Linked DNA regions of Sus scrofa: region 2 is linked to region 1. The links are chromatin contacts, called in public Hi-C maps. All regions are on one chromosome and are shown on one strand. Each heading gives the region's core, a stretch centred on a gene start, on an enhancer-like site or on the middle of the called end of the contact. The rest is flanking DNA. Distances are from core to core; before and after follow the strand shown.

Evidence for each region. Hi-C and Micro-C count contacts between places; a contact is called where the count stands out from the background.
Region 2: a contact with region 1 is called in a Hi-C map of embryonic fibroblasts, with 3 times the contacts expected there. The contact joins two enhancer-like sites. A contact is called at or near these places in 3 of 47 Hi-C or Micro-C datasets (adipocytes, embryonic fibroblasts and mesenteric adipose tissue).

The regions. Positions count from the first base shown.
Region 1 is chr14:2,171,538-2,174,406 of Sscrofa11.1, reverse strand. No RefSeq gene overlaps it. Among named protein-coding and RNA genes, the nearest start is that of SYK, 69 kb to the right of the region's middle. Within about 2 kb of position 1,481, at least 7 of the 83 cell types and tissues checked have an H3K27ac peak or open chromatin away from gene starts, as enhancers often do. A contact at or near this core is called in embryonic fibroblasts, where this site is marked.
Region 2 is chr14:2,391,362-2,394,087 of Sscrofa11.1, reverse strand. No RefSeq gene overlaps it. Among named protein-coding and RNA genes, the nearest start is that of AUH, 150 kb to the left of the region's middle. Within about 2 kb of position 1,432, at least 43 of the 83 cell types and tissues checked have an H3K27ac peak or open chromatin away from gene starts, as enhancers often do. A contact at or near this core is called in embryonic fibroblasts, where this site is marked.

The DNA of each region.
Region 1 (2,869 bases), core at 232-2,731:
AACCCTAGCCAGGGAACTTCCATATGCCTTGGGTGCAGCCCTAAAAACAAAACCAAAAGACGACAAAATAGGAACAAGTGCATATTGACCACCTGCTCTGTGAATGGCAGCTCTGCTCATGTGGGAGCAGGTCAGGCTGTATTTGTGTGGCAGCAGCAGGCTCTGTGCTGGGCCTGTGGTCTGGTGACTCCCCCTGGACCATCCAAAGAGGCCAGGCCCATGCTTGGCCCTGTGTTATAGCCATGCCCCCGACCCTGGCACAGGGCACCCCCATTAGGGTCCACGTGGATTGACAGCCCTTCGGCCCTCCAACCTGGGAATCCCGGGCAAAAGCACAGTGGCAGTTGCCCTTACGCTTTGGAACCCAGTCCTGGAGTTGTCCCCCAGGTGCTGGACTCATCACGCAGGGCTAGGCTCCTTAGATGCCTGGGAAGTAAAGTGTGAGGAGCCTCCACCCTCTGTGGTAAAAGCTTGCCTCTCCTTCTCCAAGCCCTTCCACAGCCTGTGCCTAAGTTCCAAGTCTAACCTCACCCTCTCATGCTGCAGAAACACGGGATAAAATGTGATGCCCTGGTCAGAATATAAAAGCTTACTTCCCGAGCCAAATCTCCCCAGGTGTGGACTGGAACTTTCCTGGAGGCGCTGTGGTGAGAGGGTTAGGACTCAACTCCTGAGCATAGTCGCTGGAAACACTTTGTAGCAGTCAGCCCTAGTGCAGGGGGAACTGGTGGACAAAGCACATTCATTCGGGGTCAAAATCCACACCCTCTGTGTAGTGTTACCTGTGGGTCAGTTGTCACTTAACTAGAAGGAGGTGAGAAAAGATGCAGAAATGCATCTCTTTTTCCCAGCCTAGAAGTGTCACCGGTCACTTGACATTTTTCCAGTATCTGGGGGCATGTTGATGAGGTGGCTCTTCTTTGGCTTTGCTCTGTGTCCGGGAATCCAGACATGACAGCTCAGCCCTGCAGTGGAATTTCCTCTGCTTCCTGAGGCTCGATGACCCAGGAGGAATGGAGCAGAGAGGGCTCCGAGCAAGTGGTTATGAGATCCATGGCTCAGTCCACACCTATTTTGAGGACCTAGTTGCTTCCCCTGTAAAACAGGGTGGATTAAATCAGAGATACTCTGTGCTACCTCCTTAGAACCAAACCATGTTGACTCTGTAGTAAATTCATAGATTCCAGTCGTTCTCTTAATCAAAAGCCTGGACCTCGGAGTTCCTGTGTGGCTCAGAGGGTTAAGGATCCAGCATTGTCACGGCTGTGGCTCCGGTTCTATCCCTGGATCTGGAAATCCCGCATGACGCAGGCACGGCCAAAAAAAGAAAGAAAGAAAGAAAGAAAAGCCTGGACTATTTGAGCCCAAATTAAGCAGCTTGAGTATTTTTGTTGTCTGGGTGGCCTTCTCCAGGAATATGTGATGTGCCTTTCATTTCCCAAGGACTGTTGGCTGGAAATGAACAAGCCTGGATGAGGGGCACTTCCAGCTCAAACATGCAGCATCCAGATCAATGAGCCCACCTCAAGGTCAAGCCAGTGGGCACGAGCCCACGGCAGGCAGATCTTTTAACAGGAGGACAGAGAGAAACATTTAAATTCCTCTCAGCTGGCCAATACCTAATGGCAAAGATCAGAAATTGCTTCCCTGAATCGAGTAGCCAGCTGCCAACTACTTACTTCGAAAATAAATCACTTGCTACATCTTTTTACACACGCCGAAATGTGATTTCCAATACTGCATCCAGTTGGCGACTTTCAGGCTTTTGTGAAAATAAGCAGAACCTCAGTCACTGTCAGCAGGACTGGTGAGCTCATGCCCAGGTGTTAGGCTGCCACCTAGTGGACACTTGGGAAATGGCCGCACACAGCGCCTGTCCAGAGGCAAAGGGCACCCTAAGCATCAGCCTTGTCCGTGGGAGGGGCCCCGGGGACCCGCTGCCTTCCTGCCACAGTCAGGGTCAGGCCACCTAAACTAGAGACTTGACACAATGGTCATCCCTCTTGTCTCTCCCGTCTTTTTCTTCCCTCTTACCTCTTAAGAGAGGCATGATAGAAGATAAGATGTATATATGCATATATGTACATGTGTATATATATGTACTTTTTTTCTCATCACACACATATATATATGACTGGGTGACTTTGCTGTACAGCAGAAATTGGCACAACATTGGAAATCAACTATATTTTAATTTTTTAAAAAAAGAGGTTTAACCCAATAAAATAAACCCCCTCTGAGTCAGGTGGCAAGGTTTTTACTTGGAAAGAACTCTAAAAAATTACCCTGGGCATGGACCTGGCACGGGTAGCCTCAATCCAGCGGGTCAGGTTTACACCGTTAGATTCCTGAGAGCAGGCCCCTCCGCCTGAGGGTTTCAGCAATAACACTCACCTGGGGACTGTGATTCTGCCCTTCACCCACCCCACCCTGTCCCCAGTTCATTAGGTCATTATAACAGTGTGCCCAGGGCCCAGCACAACCTGACCGAGTTGTCACTTGCTGGCTTCAGAAGGAATCACCCATCTGCCAGGGGAGGGGGTACCCTCCCGAACATGACACTGCACAGAGCTGCCATCCCACACACCCAGGTGGACCTAGAGCTGGTGCCCATGGGCCTTGTGGACATGGTCCTCAACCAGGACAGCCGTTGGTGCCCGTGAGCCTTGTCACACAGCTTGAGATACAGGCTGACAACCTTGTAGGCCCAAAGGATGGGGGCTCTGCGCAGCAGGAACCCAGGCTCTTCTCCTGGCTCAGGCCTCGGGAAGTGGCATAGTGCCAGAGTGAGCAGAAGTGGACAGGCAAGGCGACATGCAGTGGAGTCCTGGGGACAATCGGACATCAGCTACCAGTATCTAAGCTGCAT
Region 2 (2,726 bases), core at 183-2,682, 220 kb before region 1:
TGGTTAGAGATTCACTCTGTGCTTTTCTGGAAAGCACACAGGAGTCTGTTGGCTAAGTTTCAACTCCTGAAATCAATGATGAGGGCGGGTAAAGCCTGAACCATTGAACCTGTTTCTTTATCCATAAAAGAATCCAGTCGTTTTTCTGTGATCACTGCAGAGGGAATGAATGTGTCTGTGCAAAGGGGCTTGGGGATCAGTAAAGTCGCCTCCTCCAGATGACAGGCGATGCTTTATTTGCTTCATGTTTTAGAAGAGACCTGTTGTATCAGGAAGGTGGGGCTCACAACTGGTCCAGTTCAGGGCACGTTCAGGAACCTGGGGGTTCACCTGGGGAAAGAGGGCTCAGGGGGGACAGGTGGCTGTCTTTTAGAACCATGGTGCCAAACTGGAACCCTCATGGCTGCCAGGGGCTGGAGGAAGCCACACAGGCCCCCACCCCCACAACACTCTTCTGTTCCACTCTGCATTTGTCCACACAGAGGCAAGGACCGGGTCCCTAGGGGAAGCTGCGTCCACTCTCCCAGGCCCATAAGCTGCTCCCTGCTGCCGAGGTTGAAGCAGAGTGTGGGCAAGCTCGGGGGTGGGGGTGGGAGTGGGGTGCAGGCAGAGGACAGTTCCTCTGACTCAGCTCTGTCCTTGAGGTCATCCAGATGGCACCCCTGCAGCTCCAGCACAGGCTGAATAGCTGGGAAGTGCGTGGATGCAAAGGCAGCTCACTGGTCAGGTCCTAAAGAGGCACAGAAAGCAGAAATCAGTCTAACCTGGGCCGGGACTTCATCACTACTCTGTTTCTTGGGATAATCCATGTGTTTAAGCAGTAGCTTTTTTTAAAACTTGAAGAAAAATTATCCAGAGTTCCCTGGTGGCTCAGTGGGTTAAGGAGCTGGCGTTGTCGCTGCTGTGGCTCTGGTTGCTGCTGTGGTGCAAAGAGTTCAGTCCCTGGCCTGGGAACTTCTACCTGCTGCGTACTGAGCCAAATAAATAAATAAATTTGAAAAATTTGAAAAGAGAAAAGAAAAAAAATTATCTGGAGGCCTAAGTGCTAGGGCTGGGGAGGGAGAATTGCCCATTTTCTCCTAAGCCTGTTGGTTCTCACGTGGCTGCCTGGTGGCCTCCGTGGTACAGAAGAGATGCTGGAGGACGTAGCCCCTGCAGTGGGGCAGGCTGGGACTAGGCTGGGAGCAAGGCGGACTGCCTGGATCAGCCGTTCCACACATCTCACCTCCTATCCCTTTTCCAAAAACTGCCCACCCAAATGTTCTCCAGACGCAACCTCTTATGAATCCATTTCACAGAGCAAGACCTGAATTCACCACGGTAAAATAGACCACTGTGGCACCGAGCAACAGCTCTGGAGCTGTATTCCTTTAGCTGTGACGTCTTTAGTCACAGGCAAAGGTTTCAGAGGAATTCGAAGATGGGCAAAGGCACTTCCTGACCTTTTCGAAAATAGTCTGAGTCACTTTCACTTTCAGCCTCGGGACTGTGCTGAATGAATCCTTTGTGCAGTTTACAGAAAGTGAAAAGTGGTTTGGCAGCCGAGAAAAGTTCAAACACCTCATAGCCTCTCCTACATTGAGTAACACTTCTTTCGCATTGTCTGTTAACACGGTTCTGAAACGTACGTTTCATGAAGCCTAGAACTTGTTCATGAGTGGCCGTAGTTTGAGTGCTTTAAAAATACAAGAAGTGAAAAAAAAAAAAAAAAAAATGAAAAGGCGTTTCCTGGTGATGAAGTGGGTTGAGGATCCAGTGTTGTCACTGTTGTGGCTTATGTTGCTGCTGTAATGTAGGTTTGATCCCTGGCCCCACAATTTTCACAAGTGGCAGGTGTGGCCAAAAAAAAAGAAAAAAGTACAAGAAATATGTGACATGCCATAAAAGACAGGAAATGACAGCCCATGCCTAACTTCATGGAAAGAAATTCTAATTATAGGAGTGGTGTGATTTATTGATTTATTTATTCTTATTACCTATCGATTAAATTCTCTTAGATGGTCTCCACATAACCTTAAAGGTACTTTCTTTTTTTTTTTTTTGTCTTTTTATGGCCACACCGGTGGCACATGGAAGTTTCCAGGCTAGGGGTAGAATTGGAGCTGTAGCTGCCGGCCTACACCACAGCCACAGCAAATGGGATCTGAGCTGTGTCTGTGGTCTACACCACAGCTCACAGCAAACCTGGATCCTTAATTCAGGGATCAAACCCGCAACCTCATGGATCCTGGTGGGGTTTGTCACTGCTGAGCCACAACGGGAACTCCCTAAAGGTACTTTCTCTTGCTCTGGTCTTTGTGGGAATTTCTATGTGACCTGTGATTGGCAAACCACTCTTCTAAAAAGACTAACAAGGTGTATCTCTGGGCCTATCCACGGCGCCAGTGCTCCTGAATTCAGGTAGCATGTGTGATATCTCATTTGCTGTATGTGCGAATTAAAGAATATTTGCATGTACAGATCTGAAAATGTATGTTGAATTTCCTAAAAAAACAGACAGACCTGACATTTTAAATTTCCCCTGGGGATAAACTAGTCTTAGAAAGTGAACACGAGGAGGAGTGCTGTAAGAGAACCAGGAAAAGGAGCCAGCCCAGTGCTGGCCTGGGCCAGGCCTGCCTCTCCTGCTCCATGACCTTTAGCAGATGCAGAATGGAGGCCACATTTCTAAGTTAAAAAAGAAAAAAAAAAAAGATCTCGTCTTGTCCATTCATTAAACCTGAGGA